Regions from separate parts of the Triticum aestivum genome. Here region 1 is linked to region 2. Evidence: chromatin contacts called from public HiCAR-type data. All regions are on one chromosome and are shown on one strand. Each heading gives the region's core, a stretch centred on a gene start, on an enhancer-like site or on the middle of the called end of the contact. The rest is flanking DNA. Distances are from core to core; before and after follow the strand shown.

The links. HiCAR-type assays count read pairs that join an accessible place to other places.
Region 1: a HiCAR-type map of leaf shows a contact between it and region 2, with 3 times the contacts expected there. The contact joins the promoter of LOC123143035 here to the promoter of LOC123143027 in region 2. A contact is called at or near these places in 1 of 5 Hi-C or Micro-C datasets (an unstated tissue) and 1 of 1 datasets of contacts at active chromatin or transcription factors (leaf).

Annotation. Positions count from the first base shown.
Region 1 is chr1B:621,586,032-621,591,531 of IWGSC CS RefSeq v2.1, reverse strand. LOC123143035 (probable polygalacturonase At1g80170) reads right to left here and starts at 2,697. Exons shown (of 9, transcript XM_044561801.1): 1 at 2,354-2,697; 2 at 2,126-2,257; 3 at 1,892-2,062; 4 at 1,782-1,808; 5 at 1,486-1,693; 6 at 962-1,043; 7 at 764-872; 8 at 574-690; 9 at 1-493. The coding sequence starts at 2,515. The coding sequence ends at 257.
Region 2 is chr1B:621,543,516-621,548,387 of IWGSC CS RefSeq v2.1, reverse strand. LOC123143027 (MAPK kinase substrate protein At1g80180) reads right to left here and starts at 2,237. Exons shown (of 1, transcript XM_044561790.1): 1 at 1,370-2,237. The coding sequence starts at 2,006. The coding sequence ends at 1,677. LOC123143018 (lys-63-specific deubiquitinase BRCC36) reads right to left here. Exons shown (of 10, transcript XM_044561779.1): 6 at 4,511-4,701; 7 at 3,669-3,827; 8 at 3,503-3,583; 9 at 3,347-3,401; 10 at 2,666-3,270. The coding sequence ends at 3,079.

The DNA.
Region 1 (5,500 bases), core at 1,448-3,947, 43 kb before region 2:
ACATGTTACGAGACTACTGCAAGGGTTGTATGTCAGAAGAAATTTTATTTTTAAAATAAAAAATGGTAGACAATATCCCTAAGCCACTCACCGCCTCTATGCGAGCAACAAATCAGTTAGTGTTGCCAAAAACCATTTGCACTATGTTTCATATTGTGAAAACAGAGCCCAATATTGTATAAATATTTACCAAGCTATATGTTGAAAACACCGGCCAAGTACGCAAACAGACGGTGGAAACATCATTCAACGACCATCACGGGTCACCCTTGGCGAGGCAGGACGCCGGGGCGACGGCTCCAACGGCCTTGCCGGACGCCCTGTAGCAGGAGGCCGTGGCCGCGCCCCCGCCCACCATGGTGAGGTTGACGTTCCTCAGCTCCAGCTCCCGGCACGGCAAGGTGTCGCTGCACGCGATCTTGATCGCCTGCGCCGTCGCCGACGTGCCCCTCACGTCCACGAACTCCACCTTGCGCACCTCCACGGCCTCCGTCTGCACACGCACACAAGTTCAATTCACACTTCATTACTCTGCATCATACTACGATTCAGAGACGAGACGGCGAACCCTACCTGGTTCGCGCAGGGCGTAGGCTGGTCGCAGTAGTACTGGTCGATGATGATGGGATTGGACACGTTCTTCATCACGATGCTCTCGAACCTCAGGTCGCGGGCGGAGCCCATGCCCCCCTGAAGCAGCACAAGTTGGTTGCAATCAGAGTGTTTTTACTATAACAAGATTGTTCTCGTCTTCTAAAATTACCTGCCAGCTCTTGATCCGGACGCCGTTGGTGGTGTTGGTGAGCAAGCAGGTGTCCACCCTCACGTTCTCGACCCTGTCCGTGGTCCGGTTCTTGCCCAGGCTCCCGATGCTGACCAACACAACGTGCTGCGTCACTAAATTCTAACAGCAGCCGGGTTCAGTGAGTAGTAAAGAGGTGTTGCACAGTAGCAGCAGTACCTGATACCGTGGCCGGGCCCGCACGAGATGTCTCTTACGCGGACGTCCGAGCAGTTGCCGACCATCGACACGCAGTCGTCCCCTGATTCACACAAAGCGATCACACTAGTGTAGATCAATCAATCATGCTAGCCTATATAACTTTGTGTGTGTGCTGCAATGAAGCGTGTGAATCTGAATTTCAGAACAGAAAATCTAATTATCGGCAGCAATGTACTAGAACCGAACTACATGCAGCGCACACATTGCTGTCAAGTTCACATCGATGTACGTCATTATTCTTCGTATCCCGGCTGCGGCTGATATCTATTTCGTCAGATTGTATGTATGTATTCGGTCAAGGTTCAACCAGCCGCCGGCTTTGACCTTATCTTTCAGAAGAAAAAGAAAATGCAAGCAACGGGTTTTCAACAAGAAAATTCCAAGCACGGATGGTGTTAAGGCGTCGCAGTCTGACTCTGACGGGGAGAGGTCAGCAGAGCATACCGCCATACAGGGCACACTTGACACTAGTGACAACGTACCCGTGGAGATGAGGTTGTCCGTGATCTGGACGCGGGAGGAGTCGTTGAGGTGGACGCCGTCGGTGTTGGGGCTGTCCGCCGGCGCCACCACCCGGAGGAAGTTGGCCTTCACGTCCGTGCACCGCGTGAAGGACAGGTGGAACTGCGGCCCGTTCTGCAGCGTCACCCCCTGCACGCTCACCCCCCTGCACTCCTCGAAATGCAACGCCTACAACATCCCAAATCGATCAGACTAATCTCGCCGTCCGGCGCTCCTCGCCGCCGGTGAGAAACGGGGATGGTCGAGGTCCACTCACCCTAGGAGGAGGCCGCGTGTTGCAGGGCTGCGGGAAACCAAGAACATTATTCAGAGCTGAGACAGGTGAGGTGTCAGTTGGTAGTTGACTGGTAGTTACAGAGTACGCACCTGGGTCTTCTTGCGCTTGCAGGAGCGCGCCCACCACTCCTGCCCGACGCCGTCGATGGTGCCGCCGCCGCTCACGGACAGGCCGTCCACGCCGTAGATGTAGAGCCACTTCATCGGGTCCCTCCCCGCCCACTCGTCGGGGCTTGCCGGCGCCACGATCGTCCCGGCGATCTGGCCAGCGCCACCGTCAACATCAAGAAACGCACGCGAGAAACAAGGGACCGACGCACGTACCAGCAGCTTGAGCTTCTTCTTGCAGGGGCCGGAGAGCTGCACCGGCCAGATCTGGTAGGCCTTGGCGACGGGCACGGCGAGCACGGCCTGCTCCTCCGAGCCGCACGCCGCCGTCCACGCGTCCACGAACGCCTGACCGATGCATCGAAACAGAGAGCGCCGAGAGGTCAATTAACCACGGCGATCGACGCGGATCAATCTGTCAGAGAGTGTGCATATATGCGTCACCTGCGTGTCGTTGGCAATGCCGTCGCCGACGGCGCCGAAGTCGTCGAGCGTGAGTAGGACGCGGGCCTCGGCGGCGCCGGAGAACCACAAGACGGCCGCGCCGGCGAGCGCCACGAGCCCACGCAGCACGGACGCCGCCGGAGCCCTCGCCCCGGGCACCATTCCCGCGCCGAATAAATCACCTAGCTAGCTCTGCTCGGGGCGCGCACCGCCGCACCGCTGGCACCGAGCGGCATAAAGAACTGAAGACGGGAAGCGGCGAGAGGACGGACGGGGCGAGCTGATTGCTTGCGCGACACCTAGCATGTGCCGCCCTTGTACCTGGCCTGCTTTTTCCCGGGAAGCAAGTGAATTCCATCCGTGATTTTGTCGGGCGATCGCGAGATTTCCGCAGGTGGCAAAGGGGTCATTTGAGTTGCCTGCGGATTGGGCAACACATTGCTGCACTTTCGTTTGATTCATGTCCATGTCTTGATCAAAATGCACTGTATATTGCTTTATGTTAATGTAGGCTAGTATAATTCGACAAGTGCTTTACTATGGGGCAAGTTATAGGATGGTATAACGAGCCATTGGAAGGGGATCGGCCGATCAGGGTAATTTTGTGCAAACGCTGCATGAATCGTCTAAGATTGATTTAGAGGGTTTTTTTTTCTCTTCTTTACTATTTTAAGTACTATAAAGACGAGGTCAAAGTTGCTCCTCTCTAGAGACAGGAATGCCTCCTCTCACTAAAAGAATAGTCGACATAAATCGATCTATAGTTTTTCTTTAAAAAGTATCAATCTGTTCCAAAATAGACGACTCAACTTTATACTAACTTTGGAACGGAGGGAGTACTATTTGAGATTGAGTCGGAGTTGCGCTTTGGTAACAACAGGGTCACTCACAGAATAATCCTCATAAATTGAATTAGAGGTTCTTTTATTTGAAAACTGATGAAGATCTGGTTGGAGTTTTGTTTTTAATCAACCATATATTTCATTAGACAATCTGTTCACAGAGATTACACATATGGTCATCATACAAGACACAAATGCTTGTCAAGCAACTTTGCATAAAGAATTCCACAAGAGGTAAAACTACTATTCCACTCTTGCAGAAACTCGTGCCTCGCCGAAACATAGTCCACAAATGTCCTCCGCCGCCACCATGTCAATGCCGGAAAAAGATAAAAACAGCCGCCATACCAAGATATAGGAGAGCACCACTGCATACAAAGATGCTTTTCGAGCCGGTGAAGTGGGTCGTCGCAAGCGACGAGACCGAGTCTTTGTGGCACGTAGGCCAGGGATCTTCCCCGTGGTCACCAGATCTCGATGCCTTCAACTTCAATCGATGTAGTCGAAGAAGAGGAACGTCACCGCCTGCCATCATCCACGCACCCAACTGCAAGAAGTAAACACAACTACAACAGCCGAACCGACCGCCACCCGCGAGAGTGCCGTCGACGAACCACCAGACATGAACCTCGTCGGGTCCAGAGATCGGCGAGACGACCGGGCCACCTGCTCCGCGACGCCACCGGTTACAGCGACGACGAGATGGAGGAAGAGCATAGATAAATTATTCCGACGCGGCGCCACCTTCTCCTTGGAAACAACGCCTCAAGGAAGCACTAGGCCAAACCTAACTACAGACATATGCTGAAGCACCAGGGTCCCCACCCCCTCCGACTGCCGGAGCGACGGACGGAGGAGGCAGGGACCGGTGGCAGTGGCTTGGAGCCCGATGTGGTTGGGGGCAGATGGATCACCCCGATCCACAGGCTGGGAGCGAGCAAAAACCGTCAGATCTGATTGGAGTTGTGTCTGGCTATCAACAGAAATGTCGTCTTTCATCCAGAGAATAATCCGCACTAATGAGACGAAAATGTGTCAATAACATGATCCTCCTAACCATCCAACCACTTGTTGCTCTTGTGGTAAGTTTTGGGTTAAACTAAGTATTATACGCACCTTAAATAGTTGTTGTTTGTGGACGTTAAATAAGTACCAAAAATCTACTTCGGTTAGTCTTAATTAATGCTCATTCTGGAATGTTAGCGTTTGGCGTGGTGCCTAGTTGTCACCTCTTTTGAATATTTTGAAGAGGTGGCTTGCCTTCAACTTTCTTTTAGTTTTTAGATTGGATGGATGAAAATCATATGTGTAAATTTTCTGTAAGACTAGATTAGATTTATGTAATAAAAATAAATGATAAAAGTCGTTTTTCAAAAGCTGTGGTTGTGTCCAAAATTATAGAAGGTCACACTATTGATGTGCTTTACTTTTACTTGAGATCTTTGATTTTTGCACATGTGCCCCTCTTTGGCACAACAATCGCAAGCACTTCCCCTAGCTCATATCATCCTCTAGTGCTCATTTCTTTAAGTGCGTGGTGAACTAAATAATAGTGCACTTCCTGACAATAGAACCCCCGGTCCATGCATCTCCAATTGAAGAGAAACAAAATAGAGATTGGTAGGCAACCTGTCGAGCGACATGTCAACCCAGTTAGCGTCAGATATGCGCTACTAAGGGTAATGAGGGTAGCACCCGATTATATGATGGAAATAGGTTGATACCTGTAAACACGAGGGTAGTACCCAAAATGTGTATTAAGCTATTTTGCGGACCCCTAACACTAGTCGTATGGGTCCCATCTAGGCATGAAAGAATTTTTTTAATAAAGAAAATATATTAATATCATGAAGATATCAATTACACCCGGCCTCTGCACCAACAAATGTCACAAAGACATTCATGATGCACACAACCTGAAAAAGCACACAAAAAAAAGGCCCGCTACAATGATTAACTCCTCTCAACCGCACCACATAAACCACCACCAAAGACAACACCTGGAAAACAAAAAAGGTCTTCAAAAGCAACGCCTTCAAGAAGGGAACAGTGCAGAAGCGCCGTCCTCGCTCGATTCAAGATCTTAGGTTTTCACCCTGGAAAAAGTCTGAGTTGTCAACACAATACCTGTAGCAAGGCAATTGTGAGGCACAACCAATGAAGATCGGGCCTTAGGTTTTCACCCAGAAAGTCAAGGCTCGGCACTCGAGGAGCACCACCAAAAGTGATATCCGCCAGTGTTCCCACCCCCACTTGCCACTGATGCTCCTGAAAGTTATCAAACACCAGGCATGGAGTAATTAAA
Region 2 (4,872 bases), core at 988-3,487:
CCATATTTTTTGTCTTTTTTTCACCATGATGGAATTATATGTGTTTTATTATTAGGTACACGGCAACTCTTCTAGAAAAAATAACATGACAATTTTATAAAAAAAAATATCTATGTCACATGGCATTTTAAACAGTTTTTTATTTTTTTCACAAGTCAAGTTTGTTTTTTTACATGGTATTTTATTATTAAGAGATGGTATTTTTATTATTAAAAATGTAATTTTTATTATTAAGAGATGGCATTTTAGGTTTAATGGCATGGTAGTTTTAATAATAAGAGGTTGGCAATTTTATTAATAATATGATGGCATGTTCATTGTTGAGAGTATGGCATTTTCTTATTAACAGGGTGTCATTTTTAATATTGAGAGGATGGCATTTTTGTTTTTCACCATGATGGAATTATATGTGTTTTGTGATTAGATAAATGGCAGCTTTGCTAGAAAAATGACATGGCAGTTTTATAAATTTTCAATCTACGTCACATGGATTTTTTTTATTTTTTTTGTGTTCACAAGTCAAGGTTCTTTTGTACGCGGAATTTTAATTATTAAGAGATGGCCTTTTCATTATTAAGAATGGCATTTTATCATTACGAGATGGCATTTTTTGTTTTAACAACGTAGTAGTTTTAATAATGAATTGAAATTTCAAAAGTCCATGGCACTCTTAGCTTAGTCGGGACAAAACTAGACCATGGCACCAACGGCGGAGCTATGTTGGGGCCGAGGGGGGCCGTCCCCCCTTTGTCATTTACGTCACCCCCCCCCCCCCCCCCAATGGTTTTGGTCTAGCTCCGCCACTGCATGGCACTCTCAGCCCAGCAGAAAATCACCAATGAATTGAAATTTCAAAAGTCGTGTTAATTTTGAAAATCTACCTCATTTCATTGAACTAATCAGGGTCAAGGGATACCCTGAGGATCATCTCTAGTTAACACGACTGCACAATTAAACATGCATGTCCGGGCTGGCAGTGACGAAATTTGTTGGATTGCTCGTCCCATATTTTCTGTGTCTCCTTGAAATATTCACCCCAGCGATAAGATTAAACCTTGTAATTCAGTTAGCAGCAGCAAACACGGATGTTCGCGTGTCAAAGAAAGCGGCAGATAAACGTGTGAGATGAGATGATTGGCCTTTTCCGCAACGCACAGCAAGAAAGAAAACGCTCATGATTCCAGATTCCAGGAACGGGCAGACTTGTCTCTGAACATAGCTGGTGGGGAGCTTGAGCAGTGCAGTTATATAGATCTGTGAAGCACTGAAGCCTACTGATCTAAAAAGAAAGAAAAAGAAAAACAATTGCGTAGGTTGCTGCTACACTGGAAGATACTAGAAAAGCACAGAACAGAATATACACAGCACGTTTTAAGTAACAAAAGTTGTACTGCCAGTAATCCTGCTGTCCTACAAATATCTGATCACGTAGCAAAATGGAAGACAACACTGTACAATCGAGTGATGATGAGACCCGGTCTCGCAAAAAGAGTGATCATCCATGGAGGCACACAGTTCTACGCTGCCCTCTATACATCCATCCTACTACAAATTAAAACCGTGCGCTTGCTCCATACACATGGGACGATCAGTATATAACAACACGAGAAAAGGGAAGAAACTACCGAAGTTTTTACATATGTACTGCGTACGGGCTGCAGGGACGTAGAGACGGATCAGCCACTGGCTCGCCTCACCTTTGGTCTTGCTGGTGAACCGGCGGCCGTTCGAGCCTTGGACTTGGCCGCCTTGCCGTCGTTGTTCTTCTTGGCCTTGCCGCCGCGGAAGAAGGCGCAGAAGCCGCAGACGGCGACGCGGGGCGAGGGCGGGTCGAGCGCGGGCGAGACGCGGCCGGCGGACGCCCTGTACCCGGCGTGGCCCGTGGAGCGGCTCCGCTCGACCCGCACGGGCTTGATCTCCCCGGAGAGGTGGCTGTCGTCGTCCCACACCATCCCCGACGACCCCGACCGCCGGAACGTGCCGCTGGACCGCTGCAGCCCCGCCATCGGTCGCCGCCCTTCCTTTCCCTGTGGCGCACGCGCGGCAGGAGAAGAGAAGCTGCGCCCGTCTACGCGTCGCGAGTGCCGAGCCCGGCCGTGGTGGTAAAACTTGGCGTGCGCGTACGCTGGGACGCCGACGCAATCAACGCGGGCAGGAAACGATCGGGAGGAAATTGATGGAGTAGGAGGGGAGGGAAACCGAAAGGGATGTGGACGTGGGTCTGACCCTGCTGAGAGCGGGAGGAAAACGGATATGGCCGCCGATTCATGCATGGCACGGTGATAATCTACTCTGGTCACCCGTCGCTGTCAGCCTGCGATCACTCATTCATATCCAAGCAGCAACCGGCGTCGGCTCGGGCGCGTGGTTTGGTCGTGTGACCGGGTCGATCGTTCGTGTACAGACGCGGGACTGCACATCACGCCTCCATCCAGCAACAGTGGGAGTGGTTGCATGGCCCTTGTCATGTTGCTTCCAAATATCTCACTTTCGTTACAAAAGCTCCAAAACAGTGCAGCAGTTAGAGCAGGACAAGTTGTCTTTTTCTTTTTCTTTTTGAACGTAAGAGCGGGACAAGTTGTCACCGGAGCTGCCGGACGGCCGGCGGGGCTCGTCCGAGTCCCATCGTCCTTGTACGGCTGTTGACATTGAGATCAGCGCAGGGTGAGAGCACCTAGGCAAGCGAGGCTTCCCTGAACATTTCGACAGCAGGATTGGTACAAGAGTTTTTTCCAACTAGAAAGCCTGCCCGAGACTCGTCAAGCCAGTGAGTACACATTACAAGCTCAGCGCAACCACTGCCCCGAGACTCATCGCGCCAGTGAGTACACATTACAAGCTCAGCGCAACCAGGCAAAAGGATTTGGCGCAAGGACAACAGAAAGCAAAAGGGAACCACTGTTGATTGGTTACTTCCACAGAAGGACGGCGGGACAGGCGCTAAAAGGAGATGGGTATGTACATTTGCATTGCGACTTCACCCCTCACGCTGAAGGACAGGTTTGGCGTTCCAGAAAGCATCAGGCAGGGCCAAGAATCGGACTATCCACCATGACAGAATGGCGAGCAAAGTCCGAGTCAAGGAGCCTTCCTCCGGCTGCTGCTGCTAGGGCTTATAGGGCCCCCTTGTCTGCCGGAAGGGTACTTGTCCTGGCCCCTTGGCGAAGTGATGCCACTGGTAGTCCCTCCGGGCATCGGACGGCGAGGAGAACCAGTTTTCGTGCTCTGCTCGGCCTCCAGTTGTTTATGCTCCTCCACTAGCATAGCCAACTGTTTACAATGAGCAAATAGCCATTAGCCCTGGAATGACCGAACAGCGCCATATAATGAAATCTAGTCCACTCACCCGAAGTTCGTTTTCTTTCACACGGTCCTGAAGCACAGTTATAGCTGGGGTCAAGCTAAGACAGCACAAGCACGACATGTTAGCAGACGATTAGACACTATGAGCAGTCACTGTGTTTGGATAAGCAGAAGAAGAAAAAGAAGATTTTGCTCTCACCAGTACTCCATCAGTTTGCATAGAGAAGCATTGTATGTGGAGGTGTGGTGCATAGATGTAAGTGGGTGCATCTTCCCATCACTGCACAAACAAACAAAACAAGCGCAACCTTTACGGTGAGACCAAGCATCCTGATATTACATTTTCATTAAGGAACTTGAATTACCAAATATTCTGAAGCATAGCTTGGTTATATGCTGATTGTTCCTCTTCAAAAAGGACACGTTGCATATCACAGTAAGAACTCAACGTAGTGTCCAGCTTTAGCAGATGCCTTGTAGGGAATACTTTAAGTGGCACCTCCTTCCTTTTATACTCTGCACCACTATCAGCAACAAACTGTAAATTAGAAACTAACATATCGTCATGTTAAAGCACAGCACCCTGCACTTGACAGGTCCGCGTGGCATGAAGAATGATGAAAGACAAGTCATAGGATGTTCATATCATGATGATTGTAACTGTAAATCACAACAAAGTTGTATAGGAAAAGATGCTTAGAACAACACTAAGGGACTCTTTCAATATGAGAATTCGATCCAAGTCCATTACGCTTAGTTCTAAATCCTAAAAAATCTCATCATCCTAAAGACAACAAAACCTGGTTGGTAACAGTTTAGGCATTAATAATGCTTTACTCATAAAAAAAGAACATTGCCAAAGTGATTAGATGGCATTGGAAAATTCAAAAGATAAGCCATATAGCTTTTTTTAATACTACTAAGGTATATAGCCATTAGTTTGTTGTAACATGGAACCCGAGAGTATGTGACTGTAGCACGATGAGAAAGATGTTAATATGCCATCATACTAGCTGATAGACAGACATTCCAGGAAGAACTCCTAGGTTCAGATGACATATCTTGTCCGAAAATATTTTGAACTGCTGAAAGAGTTCTCGAGGGCAAAAAGAGAGTAAAGGCTAACATACAGTGCTTAACATTTCTGAAAACTATATATACAGTTCCCTTAATAAAATAAAAGATTTTGTGCAGGAAATTCATATACCTTATGTCCATGGTTGACCGGTGCAAAGCCTCCTGTATGCTTGGGGACAGATCTGAACCATCTTGATCAACAGAGGGTCCAGCAATGTTATCAGGTTCGAAAGGAACAATAGCGTTTTCTATTGGTAGTCTTGCCGAATGATTTATATCCAAAGGAGAATACAGATCCATATCCTGAGATCTTCCCCAGACCTAAAAATATAAGTACATGCATAAATAATTTGATAATGTACTGGTAAGTACAAACCCACAGAATATGGCACTTTATCTATGGCTCCTAGCACAAGTTACCCCGGATTGGTACTTATAAGCTACACAAATTCAATGAAGCAGCATAAACCAAGCAACTTTTACATAAGCAAT